2 separate regions of the Triticum aestivum genome follow, and region 1 is linked to region 2. The links are chromatin contacts, called in public HiCAR-type maps. All regions are on one chromosome and are shown on one strand. Each heading gives the region's core, a stretch centred on a gene start, on an enhancer-like site or on the middle of the called end of the contact. The rest is flanking DNA. Distances are from core to core; before and after follow the strand shown.

Region 1 (7,395 bases), core at 2,491-4,990, 460 kb after region 2:
CAAGAGGTTATTGGAACCACAGTTATGACACAACTCAAACTCAAGCTTGTTGTTTAAGGTGAAAGGGTATGACGAGGAAAATCGATGTAAGCTTAGCTATCGTCGCAAATTGGTGCTCCGAGAATAAGGAACAGGTAGCACAGTTAGAATCATCACGACAATGATATAGCCAAACAGGCTAGGAATGGCGTGATCGGGTACAAACGCGTACTTATAGAAGCTTACTGAAGAGTTGTTGAACCATAGTGCGGACTCGGTTCAACTATCGGTGTCTTTGAGTGTTTAATAACTCGAAGCCCATGAAAAATTGTAATCAGTGAGAATGTAGTACTTGATGAAGAACTCATAAGAAGTTATGCAGTTCCAAGATAATCTCAAGATACCAGGGGGGTAATACTCGAGGGTAGAGCAGAGTAGATGGTGGACACATGAAATGATCTGCAGAATACAAGTACTTAAACTTGCACGAGAAAAGGTATTTAAAGGAGGACATGGTCGGAACCATGATTGCAAAAGGCCAGATCCCAGATATAAGATGAACTTATACCAAGGGAATACTTAATTTAAGAGAAGCTTTCATGATAAGTTCTACATCGTGTCCATGGGCATGAACACAAAGTCCAAGGTCGACTCCCACTTCCCCAATGCATGACCATTCATTCACTGCTCTAGATAAAAATGATTTCAGTGTCAAAACCTACCTGGTGAATTACCAGAGGAGTATGAACCGTGAAATCTTTCGGGTTCACATAGATTAGGGAAGGCGTTGGTTCAACCCTTCTCCGGTGTGACAGTTAGCTTTCTACAATTTTCCAACTCACGTTTGGCCTCGTTAAGTTTCTTCTCCGTATCCCCCACCACATTCACAACCTTGCCAGCTAGGAAAGCACGAATCCCTCAAAAGAATTAAGGAAAGTACATATCATGACAGGAAAAAACATCCAACAGCTGATACACTGAATGCTGGCAAACTAAAACTTAGCTAGCAAAACCGAAAAAGGGAAAAAATAAAAAATAAAAATAAAAAAGGCAAATAAAAGAAAACGTTGAGAGAAAAACAAAGGAGAAAAGGCCAACATGGCCTGATACACATACTCCCTCTGTCCCAAAATAAGTGTTTTGAGCTTAGTATAAATTTATACTAGAGCTAGTACAAAGTTGAGACACTTATTTTGGGACGGAGGGAGTATAATGAAATAAGGCAGCGTCGCTTCCCCTGACAAGAAAAAGGCAACATCGCTATCCCTGAAAACTAAACAAGGAGCATCGCTACCTCTTCTTGGATCACCGACGGGAGGACCTAGTGGGCTGCGACGGGCCACCAGCACGAGATAACAAACAACCGAGAAAAAGACAGGCCGAGGACAACTTCGCTGGGACATGCACAAATCTCTAAGCGCTTTTTGATCCAACGAATGCGTATGTGAATGAGACCATAACTAAAACTCAGCTAGCTGAGTTTCAGCAAAACCGTTATAACATTTCAGTCTGGATAGGACCTTGGGAATATTTGGATGAGGTCGGTCACTTAAGCTAAACCTAGTTTTGAATCCATATCCTTCTACCCAAACAAACTCTTATGGTTCCAATAGGGAAATGACGAAAGAACGGGATGCATTCATTCAGGCTCGTCATATGTCAATTCTGTAAACGAGAATCTCACTGCAGCAACAACAAAATAATATGTCCAACAGCCACACACAAGCATTCTGTTTATTTCACACTCCCAAAGCAAGAGAAATACAAGGTCTGCAGAAGTATGTGCTGCGTGCTTCATACAGAACATCGATGGCTGATCAATGTACAGGTGCAGAATACCAGGATTGATTTCAGGTTACATAGACACTCTGCAGGAAAGAAAAAGGCAGGTTGGTTCAGGAGCTTGAAGAAAGATTGTATGCAAGAATTATAAATCACCAGAGAAGGAAGTTCTAATTGTTCGTTTTAATGTCACGACGTAGCAGGGCCGACGCACAGTCGAAGGGCATACAATAGCAACTTGGAGCAGCAACGACACCTTGTGTCCCGACATGGTTTGTGATTGTACAGAAAATATCATACACAATGAAGCTCCCATCTTATTAGATTTAAACCGCTTTATCTATTTAGCAATGTAAGCCACATGTTAATAGTGAAAAGAAACAAGTACTAGAATAATAGCCCATTTTTTGTGAAGGTCTGGTGCCAGATCAGATGTGTCAAGCATACATGAAGCCACAGCATAAACAGACAGGTTCATACAGAAATTTGGAAAGACCAACGAATCTCAGTAGCGCATGCAATCTTGATAAATATTCTGCTATCATAGTTTTCATCATTATTATTCACGAACGTCGTTTCGATAAACCCAAAGTGGAAGCAATGATCAGCTAGACATGGAAAAGTTCTAATAAGGAGCCCTGGAACAGCCCAAAACATGGATTTGCCTGCGCAGAACAAACTACTGCAAGAGGACAGCATAGTGGACTATAGCCCTAAAATTGACAGATAAATCTCCAATGCACTCGTATTCAGATTTCACAAGGCTGTACAGAACGCTAGTTTAGCACATGTGAAGAGGCTTCATCTCTAACTGGAATTATACAAACAAAACAAAATGGTGAGGACAAGTAGAGTGAGCCCTCTGGCTGCACCTTGTGATGACCTCAATCAGATCGAAGCTACTGTCGACTCTCGAGTACTACAAGTAGTGCTCAAACTAAACAGGTTCTTATGGTATCTATCATCCAAAGCATGGGAATATTGGTACGACTTATAATTTGGCTTCAGCTCAATAGCGCAATCTGCCAAACCAGCAGTTTTTTCACCAAATTGTATTGTAACGACAACAGCAATTTCCATTATTCAGTAAGTTCAGCAAACACCTAGACAGAGACTGGGGATACAGAGTTGCAGAGGGAGACTGACCTCCGATCTCTGCTGATCAGAGCCTGGAAGCGAAGTGCCTGCTCTTCTCCTCATCGCTCTCCACGGCGATCCCGACGGCCCTGCACGCATCAGGGAACATGGACATCCTAATCGACGCGTACACGGCGCCGTCCCACTTCCTGGCGGCGAGCTGCTCGGCGAGCTTGAGGGCCTCGGCGGCGGTCTCGGGCGCGCCGGGGCAGACGACGTCGACGATGCCCATCTCCCTGGCCTCGGGCGCCTTGAGCTTCTTCCCGCGCAGCACCACGTCCCGCAGCGCGTGCGCCTGGGAGATCTTGGCGCGGAGCACGTGCACGAAGTAGGGCGGGAGGGGGAGGCCGATGTCGACCTCGCTCATGTAGAGCACGCCGCGGTCGGCGCGCATGAGGCGGTAGTCGTGGCAGAGCGCGAGGAGAAAGCCGGCGGCGGAGGCGTGGCCCGTGACGGCGGCGACGGTGGGCATGGGGAGGGCCAGCAGGTCGGCGGCGACGGGGCGGAGCGCGTCGACGAGCTCCCCGAGCCGCGCGCGGGAGGCGCCCGCCCACCCGATGTCGAGCCCGTTGGAGAAGAAGCGGCCCTCGGCGACGGTCACCAGGGCGGCCCCCGGGCCCTGCGGCTGGGCCTGGGCCGCGGCGAGCACCTCGGCCAGCGCGGCGCGGATGGCGGCGATGAGCGGGTGGCCGAGCCGGTGCTGGTCCTCGCCCGTGAGGGTGAGGACGAAGACCCGGCCGCGCTGCTCCAGGGTGCACATCGTCGCCGGCCGGCTGCACGGGGCGGGGTGGACTTGGGGCGGGTGGGTTGGTTGGGTTGGCGTGTCTGGCTCTGACCGGGACGCGGAAGCTGCGTGCGGATTTAACACTCTGCGCAGCGGAGGACCCGACGTGTTGTTTTTCCCTCGGCGGAGGAAATTCACCGCGGTTTTATTTTACTGAACGAAACCTCTCAGAAGTGTCGCTGGATTTTAGCAGGTTCGTTGGTTGGTTGGTGCGATGGGGAGAAGAGCAGGAGGCACTGATGATGTGGAAGAAAGGATTATTCAATTTGCATATGCATCACCGATATGATGTACGGGCAGGCACCGGAGCTGCCCGCACTAAATAGTTGCCCGACCAGAAACCTCGCCGTCGTCCGGATCCAGCTTCAGGTACCGGTCGGTCGTACCGTCCGGTACCGGTCAATTTCGTCCTCGGTACAACGCCTGATCGCCCAATTTTGCATCACGAACCAATGCGGATCAAATGGCTTCCACAACATGATGCATCACAGCTCTACAGCCGTTTCATACGCCCGGGCGAGCCGTCCGGTCACTGTATGATCATGATTTTTTTATCCAAATGGGCTCCTTAAAAAGGCCTCATACGATCGGGCTGACCGGCACCCTCTATATCAAGTCCAAATATGAGGTGGATATGGGGGCGTCCGGGCACGCCCGCCACGTCGGAACTGAAAGCCCGACCCCACCCCAAATTGCAACAAATCCATCAAAACCCTTCCTCCTCCCATCGTCCTTCAACCATTCTCGTGCCCGGACCCTCGCCTTCCTCCACCCTTGGTCCCAATCCTCACCTCCAGTCCCGATCCACCGCAGGAGATGTTGTCCAGCTCGACCTACACCGCCACGACGAAGGCGTAGTCCGGTGGCGTCAATTCATCGGTTGCGACTTGCAAGGCAGAGAATGTCGTCCGCAAGTTGCGGCGACGTCGGAAGCGAGAGAGGGAGGCGGCAGCGGCGGCGCAGGGAGGTTCGGACTGTTGGGAACGTAGCAGAAATTCAAATTTTTTTACGCATCACCAAGATCAATCTATGGAGTAATCTAGCAACGAGGGGAAGGGGAGTGCATCTACGTACCCTTGTAGATCGCTAAGCGGAAGCGTTACAAGAACGCGGATGAAGAAGTCGTACTCGTAGCGATTCAGATCGCGGTTGATTCCGATCTAAGCGCCGAACAACGGCGCCTCCGCGTTCAACACACGTGCAACCCGATGACGTCTCTCGTGCCTTGATCCAGCAAGGGGAGAGGGAGAGGTTGGGAAAGACTCCGTCCAGCAGCAGCACGACAGCGTGGTGGTGGTGGAGGAGCGCGGTACTCCAGCAGGGCTTCGCCGCACTACGAGAGACGAGGAGGGAGAGAGGTAGGGTTGCGCCTTGGGAGAGAGAGACTCATGTATTGGGCAGCCCCAAAACCTCCACTATATATAGGGGGGAAGGGGGAAGGGGAGGCGCCCTAGGGTTTCCCCTGGGGGGGCGGCCAGGGCAGATGGGATCTCCCCTTTGGGTGACTTGGCCCCCAAGCCAGGAGGTGGGAACCCTAGATGGGGCGCCCGAAACCCCCTGGTCACGTGGGAATAGGTGAGGGGGGTGCACAGCCCTTAGTGGGCTGGTTTGCCCCCTCCCCTTGGCCCATGAAGCCCCCCCAACACTTGTCGGGGCTCCCGAAACACCTTTCGGTCATGCTGGTCATCACCCGGTACCTCCGGAACACTTCCAGACTCCAAAACCCTTCGTCCAATATATCAATCTTCACCTCCGGACCATTTCGGGACTCCTCGTGACGTCAGGGATCTCATCCGAGACTCTGAACAACATTCGGTAACCGCGTACATACCTTCCCTATAACCCTAGCGTCATCGAACCTTAAGTATGTAGACCCTACGGGTTCGGGAACCATGCAGACATGACCGAGACAACTCTCCGGCCAATAACCAACAGCGGGATCTGGATACCCATGTTGGCTCCGGCATGTTCCACGATGATCTCATCGGATGAACCACGATGTCAAGGATTCAATCAATCCCGTATATAATTCCATTTGTCTACCGGTATAGTACTTGCCCGAGATTCGATCGTCGGTATGCCGATACCTTGTTCAATCTCGTTACCGACAAGTCTCTTTACTCGTTCCGTAACACATCATCCCGTGATCAACTCCTTGATCACATTGTGCACATTATGATGATGTCCTACCGAGTGGGCCCAGAGATACCTCTCCGTCACACGGAGTGACAAATCCAAGTCTCAATTCGTGCCAACCCAACAGACACTTTCGGAGATACCTGTAGTGCACCTTTATAGCCACCCAGTTACGTTGTGACGTTTGGTACACCCAAAGCATTCCTACGGTATCCGGGAGTTGCACAATCTCATGGTCTAAGGAAAAGATACTTGACATTTAGAAAAGCTTTAGCATACGAACTACATGATCTTGTGCTAGGCTTAGGATTGGGTCTTGTCCATCACATCATTCTCCTAATAATGTGATCCCGTTATCAATGACATCCAATGTCCATGGTCAGGAAACCATGACCATCTGTTGATCAACGAGCTAGTCAACTAGAGGCTCACTAGGGACATGTTGTGGTCTATGTATCCACACATGTATCTGAGTTTCCTTTCAATACAATTATAGCATGAATAATAGACAATTATCATGAACAAGGAAATACAATAATAACCATTTTATTATTGCCTCTAGGGCATATTTCCAACACGGACGCGGTGGGGCAGCTGTCTCCTCCGCCGCGCCCGGGTCCGCGCACCCCTTCCCTCCGAGCGCCTACGCGGATTACGCCGTCCGACCCATTGGGATAGAGGATGATTCGACCGTCGACTGGGCCATTTTGGAGAGCTTTGCACCCACACAGATGCCGGCGGTTGACGTGTGTGACTCGCCGCAGCTTGTTCGGGCGCGGATCAACACGCGCTCCGGTAGTGCTCAGGCTGCCCTCGACATGTTCGACGGAATAACCGAACAAGAGTCGGTGCGTTCTCTTTGCTCTTGTATGATCAGATTTTAGCATAGAGCACTAGTTCATTGTGCTCATGATGAGTGCTTGCAAACCATAATTATGTAGGAGGCGTTCTTATCAAACATGATCAATGACAATGAAGATCCGACCGAAATGGAGTATGAATTGGAGGCCACTACCGCATTTAAAGTTGGGACAACATCCGATCCCAATCCGAGCAAGTAGAAGAAGACCAAGACGCCGAAGGCAAGAGGTCCGACATTCTCAAGATTTGAGGACATATTGTTGGACAAAGTTTGGTTGGCCACAACGATGGATCCAATATGCGGCACCGAGCAAAAGGGGAACACCTATTGGATGAAGATTTGGAAGGAGTATCACAAGCAAAAGGAGTATGTGAAGGCGCATCCTATCGTGACTACCCGCAATGTGGCATCTCTCCAACATCGTTGGAGGATCATTCAAGGCGAAGTGAACAAGTACGTTGGCTACTGATCATAAGTGACCAAATGCCTTCAAAGTGGGATGGGAGTCGCAACTCAAGTAAGCTCGATTGCCTCATCTTGTCGTCCATTGCATATGCTTCTTGCGTTTGCATTCTCGTGCTCATATATATGTTGTTTGCTAGACGACTGTATCGGCCACTTTGTATCACGAGGTGGAGAAGAAGCCATTTGCTTTTAGCCATTGCAGGGTCATATTGAATGGCCAGCCAAAGTGGAACCAACTTGTGGCCGACCT
Region 2 (7,534 bases), core at 952-3,451:
CAACCAAATGGGAAAAATGCGCCCGGGTCCTTGGATGCCTTGGAGATCCCCTCGGCAAACCTATCCGGGTTGAATTCGTGCACATCTTCTCCCCAAATGTCCGTGTCGTGGTGGATGTACAACACTGGCATCTCAAACATCACACCAGCTGGGTACATGATGCCTCCAATCTCAATCTTCTTGTATGTTTTCCGGGTGAATACAGTAGCCGGCGGGTACAACCGGAGAACTTCATATAGAATCATTGTCACCTGCACATCATGTTAGTAAGACATTGTACCTCTAGTTGTTTGTAGCAAATTAAGTAATTTCAAATTGGCACTCACAATTTTGAGTCGATTAACACCCTCATACTCGAGTTTGTGTTTTCCAAATAGGCCAAGAACCTCCTCCCTTGCACGGTCCTGCCACTCTGGGTGCATGCTAAGCACAATCATTGTCCATGTAAGCAATATTGATGTTGTCTCCATTCCAGCAAAATAAAACAGCTTGCACTCCTCCATGACTTCATCTGCTGACATTCCTAGGGTGGATTGGCCATTTTCATCCGTGTCTGACATGTTTGACTCCAGTAATAAGCCGAGTAAGTCATCTTTTGTGCTTTCTCCTTCGTGAATAGCATGCATCCTTTTTGCAATTATGCCCCGCAAGATGGACTCAATCTCGTTGTTAATTTGATGCATCCTTCGGTTATTTTTGGTAGGAAAGGACCTGAAAAATGGCATGGCATGCCCATTACATAGCCAGTACATGCAAATTAACCAAAAAACCGAGGTTCACATTAAAGCAAATGCGGAAAATAAGGTTGTAAGGGGAAAAAAAACACTCTGCTGAGGCAACTACTCTATTCTTAAATGTAGACGTTTTGGCAGTTCAAAACAGAGGTAAGTTGTGTAAATTTTACTACCGAACGATTGCAGTACTACATTTCATTTCATACATCTTGGTACACACAGATTTATTTGTGAGCATTCTGACTACTACAATCTACGTACAAGCCAGGAACTTCAGTTAGTACTACCAGTCTACTACCAAAAGTTAAAAGAAGTAGTAACTCACATGTAACCAGGAATCATGATCTTGCTGACCGCTGCCATGAATCGCCCAATTTGCTCAGTCTGCAGCTGAAAAATCCTTCTCCCTTCCAGGTAACTGCTGCCGAACGCCGTCTGCGAGATGACATCTCCGGTGAGGCTCTGGAGCTCCGGGCAGACATCCACCTCCCAGGAGCCGTCAGGCCCAAGGGACTGTTCCCATCGGCCAACGAGCTCCTCACAGCACGCGGTAAACGCCGGGAACATGAGCTGCAAATCAAGCAATCTCAGCAGGCCAGCCATGGAAATTAAGCAGCGGCGTGCACACGGAACAACTGGCAATGTACCTTGAGCTTCTCGGCATGGAAGGCGGGGTTGAGGATCCTCCGGTGCTTGGCCCACCTGTCGCCCTCGTAGTTCCCCACCCCGTCGGCGAGCAGCCTGGTGAGCGCCGGGAACTTGAACTTCTCGACGTCGCGGGCGAGCTTGCTGGACATCACCTCCCGGACCAGGGCAGGGTCGGTGATGCTCACCTTGGGGACCGGCCCGAACCAGGAGATGCACGGCGTGCCGTGCTCCTTGATGGTGCTGTAGAGGAACGGCATGGCGCGGGGGCCGACGTCGTGGCAGCGCAGCGGCATCGGCGGCCCCGACGACGCCTCCTTGGTCTGCCGGGCGTAGTCGTTGACGTCGCCGAGGAGGAAGCGGTACCGCGTGCCGCGGAGGCCCTGGGAGCGGAGCGCCCGCTCCAGCCGCCTCGGCCGCCACCACAGCTGGTCGAGCAGCCGGGCGGCTTGCCAGAGCAGCACCGAGGCCACGAGGCCGCCGCAGATCCATGGCAGTACCGAGAGTGCAGGTGGACCACTCCACAACAGTTCAAGATCCATTACTCTGCTCCTCACTCCTTAGAGAAGCTAGCGGTGGGTGAGAAGAAAGGTGATGTAGGACTGGATTGGTGATGTTTTTGGTCAGGATTCTGGATATATAGAAGTGTCATTGGGACAGTGAGGTCTCAAGTGTCCATTTGTTTAAGGTTTCTTGCGTCACGGTTGATGGTGCGCCATGGCGATATGTCGGTCAAACCATGCCACAAATGTCAATGGCTTGGTTCCAAAGGAGTAAGGATCTTGGCAAATTCCATTTGGGATCTTGGTGATTAAATTAAAGGGGGCGAAGGAGGATGGCCCCCCACGCACCATGCGGTTGCAGTTTCATGGCTGCTTCCTCCTGCTTGTGTGAGGTCAGAGCATACGACATACCTGGGGTTTGCACCGAGCAGAAATTATCAGTTCGGTGTAAAAAGTCTCAAAAAGAATCGTCGAACAATCAGATGATGGATCATGGACCCAAAGATGGGAAGATGGGATATTATTTGTCGACCCAAAGACCAGGGGGTCTAGGGATTGAGAACCTCCAGATTAAAACTAAATGCCTGCTGAGTAAATGGCTATATAGATTATCTCACGAATCGGAACGCTAAAACTTTGGCTGAGGTAACCGTAAGACCTACTGATTCACCATTCTTGAATGGGTTCACGAGGATAAAAGAGTCGTTCTTCCCGGGGCCGGGCCGGCAAAATCGGGGGCCCTGTGCGAAACTAAAAAATGGGCCCTATCTCACAAAAAATGAACTAACGAGCTATTATAATGTATATATATCTCGCAGAAAAAATTTATAATGTATATAATATAATGCCTTACATAACTATTGGACATATAAAAAAAGTCATATCTATCCAACTCCCGGTTGTTATTTATTTGAACATACTCATTCTTTTAGTATTATTTGAAATGAAATCTTCGATAATATCCTTGCAATCAATCTTCTCCGACACTTCACTCTCAAGTGCTATTGCGGCCAAATTATTGAGTCTTTGTTGTGTCATAGTAGTACGCAGAGCTTTGCTACACCTACGTAAGCTTGCTACGAAAAGTTACGTAAAGGCTGATGTGGCTTCGTTTAAGTGGATAGCACGTCCGCCCACCCTGAAAATCAGGGGGGATTAGTTAGAATTAGAGAAGGATATAACGTTTTTAAGTAAGTTTACGTAGCAATTTTCGTAGGTGTAGCATTTTTGTAGTACGCATATAGAACTTCAATAGCTTCAACTGCCGATGCAACTGTCAAAGAAATGGTCAGTAGAATTCCATATGCAATACTTGCATTGGGAAAACAAGCATGCCTCTTTAACAATAAGATGAATATTATATACTTCCTCCTTCCATCTATATAGGGCCTAATGCGTTTTTTAAGACCGCCTTTGACTATTGACAAGATTAATAGTACATGACATGCACAATGTGAAAATTATATCATTGAAAGCTCCTTTCACACATGAATTTAACGGTGTGCTTTGTGTAAGTTGCATGTCATATATTATTGCTCTAATATTTAGTCAAAGTTAGCCTCAAAAAATGCAATAGGCCCTATATAGATGGAAGGAGGGAGTAATTCAAGATCATGCGTCGATGTTTGGCAATTAGACGAACCATCTAACTCACCTTGTTTTGGATCCTGCCTGATAGAACTGCTACACTATGATCTTTAATCGAGGAGGTAAAAACCAATTTTTACCGATGTAACAATCCCTGCTAATAGTTAATTAGAAAAATAGGAATTAGGAATAAGAACCGAAGTTAATCGAAAAGAAGGACTCGATAAGCACCTATAGGCTGGGGGAATCGGTCACCGATCGATCCTACGAGATGACGTCGACGAGTCTAAAATTTAAAATTTAAGAGAGGAGGTGAGGAAGGCAGCGGCCTTGTCGCCCTGAATCCAATGGCGAACTCGCCAGGGCCGGCTGCTTATGGAGACGTGGGCGCGGGCGACGATACGAAGCTATGGGCGACGAGGCGTGGGACGATTCTTCGGTTCCGGTAGCCACGATCGATTGACGATTCGATATGTGCCAGTTGCCCGATCCTGTAGTTTTTTTTATTAGGGGAATCCCGATCCCTGACTCCTTGTAGCGATAGATTTTTCCTTTTTTTAAGGGATCCCAGTAGCGATAGATGAGGAGTGCGCTCGCGGCTCGCCGCTCGATCGATGGCCTCGTCGCCTGGGTCTCCAGCCCAACTCCAGCGCCACAAGGCCCAACAGCGCTTTGTTTTTTTTTCATTTTTATACTAGGCCTACATATAAATTTGGGGCCCCTCAGAATTTTGGGCCCTGTGCGGACCGCACTTTTGGCACCACTGTGGGCCCGGCCCTGGTTCTTCCATAGGGTGAAATTCGTTGTTGGGGATGGAACGACAACAAGGTTTTGGGAGGATACTTGGCTAGGCGAAGCACCGTTAGCCTTACAGTACCCTGCCCTGTATAATATTGTGCAACGTAAGGAAGATTACGTGGCTACAATATTACAGACAGTTCCTTTGAATATCCAATTCCGGCGGGCTTTAGTAGGGGAATGATGGACCTCCTGGTTGCACTTAGTGAAGAGGTTGATGGATGTTCAACTCGCACCCCAAGCAGACGTCGTGCACTGGAAGTTGACGGGGAATGGAGTGTTTTCGGTTAAATCTATGTACTTAGACTATTAATCTGGTCCTATCCCAAGATCGATAAACATTTGGAAAGTTAAGGTTCCCTTACGCATCAAATTTTCATGTGATTTGTGCATAAACTGGTCATTCTTACCAAAGATAACTTACTAAAGCGACAATGGGTTGGTAGTTCACGATGTTGCTTTTGTGTTCATAACGAAACAATTCAACATTTATTCATTGATTGCTCTCTCGCAAAGTTATTTTGGCAATCTATTCATATAGCATTTAATATATCGCCTCCACCTAGCATAGATTCGTTGTTCGGGATGTGGCTAAATGAAGTGCAACCGGACACTGCGTCAAATATTCAGATTGAAATATGCGCACTTCTCTCGGCTATATGGAACTGCAGGAACGATATGATTTTTAACAGATTACATATTCTGAACTTCTTGCAGGTTATCTTCAGATCTACGGCATGGATCAGTACATGGTTGCTACTCACTCCTTCTGCTTCCAGGGAGCATTTGGCTACTGAGTGCAACCGATGGGAAATGGTAGCATGGGCTATCTTCAACCGGTTTGGATGGTGGTCGCATAATAGGTCCTTGATGTCTACTTCATCCAGCCGGTTGTGGCTTTGCTGTTTTTACTACCTTTCATTTTTCTGTGCTCTCATGTGAGCTATACTTCAGATACTAGACTTTGTTTTGGACGGCCTTTTTTAATAATATGGCTGCACGCATCGTTCGGATGCAGAGGCAAGGAAAAATCCTCCTTTTCCAAAAAAGAGATGGATCATGGACCACTTGCCCATAGCTATGCAATAAGTAGGAGAACGGCTGTACATTTCTAACCCAAGAAATGCACAAGTAATTATGTGAGTCTTTAGGCTTTAAAGTGTGTAAACCACCGTGTTGAATGTTTCTATACATGAAACTCCACAGAAACATTTTTACACATTTTCAGGCTTCCAAATGTGCAAACTACCCATTTGCACATTTAGGTTTCAAAGAGTTGTACAAATTTAGGTTTCAAAGAATAACCTACACGAATCAAATACTTTATGTGTGTATTCGTATCTATAGACATTGGAAAGCAATAGAGAAATGTTAGAATGCCTCGAATACCTAGCTCTTTCTTTCTTGAGTAACAGAAGCAGAATGTAAGTGCATCTCCAAAGCCGACCCTCAAATTTTCTCCCGCATCCGTCCTGGATAGGCGGAACCAGTCCGCAGACACGGATACGTAAACCTGAGAATAGTTTGACATCTAAACTAAATCTAACCCAAACTATAGGACTGCATGTCCATCACCCAAACCAAATCAAACCGTCTCCTATTTTTGGATTGAATCCACAGATTCAAATCATAACAAATCCATATGCACATGCTTATCTAACAGACAACCAAATTCTATGAGTTTTTCACCCAAACCAATCCAAACCGTCTCCTATTTTTGGATTGAATCCACAGATTCAAATCATAGACAAATCCATATGCACATGCTTATCTAACAGACAGGTACTCTAGTAAGAATCTTCTACTGGAGTCAGCGAGCATAACCAGCCGATTTCACGCGCCATCACGCCGCTAATGACGTCAAGCGTCGCCTACCGACCTCGCGCAGTTGCACATCTTTGCCGTCAACGTCCCATCGTTGCAATGCATGTTGGGTCATGCAGTGCCATCAGGACCTCATCTCCTGGAGCTCCGGGATGGACGCCGCTGTCGTCGCACTCCGCGCTGCGCCGAGACACCGAGGGCTTCGAACGCCGGGGACACGCTCACGGCAACCTCCGCCTCTGCCCAGTGCGAACACCGGGACCAAAGTGAACTCGCAGTAGGCGCTACGCCTGCGTCGTTGCGGCCACCTCCTTGCCTTGTGCCTAGTGTTGTGCCTCCGCGCGACTGGGTGGCCGCGCCGCCAGCTGCGGTCACCCCACCTTCCGGTGTTGTCTAATGGTCGCGCGTGCAGGGTCGTGACAAAGGACTATTCCAGTCGCTCCCGGAGCACCTCCTCGCCCGACTGTGATTTCTTAGCCCAACTCCACCGCGCGACCCTATCTTGTCCGGCCCCGCCCGTTTGGAGCAAAATGGATAAACCAGGCGGCCCAGCGCGCGACGGCCCGGACCCATCTTGTTTGTTTGGTGTCCGGGCCGACCCATTTCGAGCGCAAACTTGCGCCTGGTTTGGGTCGTGGCGGACGGCAAACGGACGCGCGCTCGTCCGCGTCGGTGCCGCGTGGCAGGCGGCCACCTACCTTCCATCTGCCAACATAAATGCGCACGGGCGGGTGGCCCCACCTATCATTCGGCCATCGAACGGTCACCGTCCTTCTTAAATGGGATCCGTGGACCGGTCGCCGTCCTCACTTCCCCACTCCGGCCCCTCTCTGTCCCCTCGAAAGCCGACACGACCAAACCCTAGCCGCTCCCCGTCCTCGAACTCGCCGGCCGGCCGCAACCATGGGGTTCTGGAACCGCAAGGGGAAGCACGACCGCGAGGCCAGCTCCTCCTCGGGCCGCCGCCGCGGATCCGTGAAGAAGGAGGAGCCTGCATCACCGCCGCACTCCTCCCGTCGAGCCCCCGCGCCAGCCCCCTTCACCATTGCCCCTAGGCCCGCCGGCGAGCGCGACCGGCAGTACCTCTGCGCGGACGTGTCCGGAGGTACTGAGAGACGAGGACGCCGGTCCCGTGGAGCGACGTCCACCCCCCCAACGGATGGCACCTCAGCGCCGACCGGGTCCCGATCCCGCCGGTGCCCGTGGGCGGCCGTGCGCGCCGCGATGAGATCGAGCGCCGCCGCCGCCGCCTCCCCGACGACCTGTTCTACGATGACAGGTACGCCCCCGACTCCCGGCTGTGGGACACATGGCTCCAGGACGAGCACGACACGCACCGCACGTCGTACTTCGCCGGCACGGTGTCGGGGCCGCGGCGGCCACGTGAAGAGGCGCGCGGGCGTACGCGGGTGCGCGACCTGACGCCCACGCCGTTGCCTTCCC

What was found. HiCAR-type assays count read pairs that join an accessible place to other places.
Region 1: a HiCAR-type map of leaf shows a contact between it and region 2, with 4 times the contacts expected there. The contact joins the promoter of LOC123141449 here to the promoter of LOC123141380 in region 2. A contact is called at or near these places in 1 of 5 Hi-C or Micro-C datasets (leaf) and 1 of 1 datasets of contacts at active chromatin or transcription factors (leaf).

The regions. Positions count from the first base shown.
Region 1 is chr1B:599,731,148-599,738,542 of IWGSC CS RefSeq v2.1, forward strand. It overlaps LOC123141449 (enoyl-CoA delta isomerase 3), which reads right to left and starts at 3,741. Exons shown (of 2, transcript XM_044560591.1): 1 at 2,908-3,741; 2 at 1,598-1,847. The coding sequence starts at 3,658. The coding sequence ends at 2,924.
Region 2 is chr1B:599,274,045-599,281,578 of IWGSC CS RefSeq v2.1, forward strand. It overlaps LOC123141380 (cytochrome P450 72A15), which reads right to left and starts at 2,202. Exons shown (of 4, transcript XM_044560550.1): 1 at 1,382-2,202; 2 at 1,060-1,304; 3 at 327-711; 4 at 1-251. The coding sequence starts at 1,921.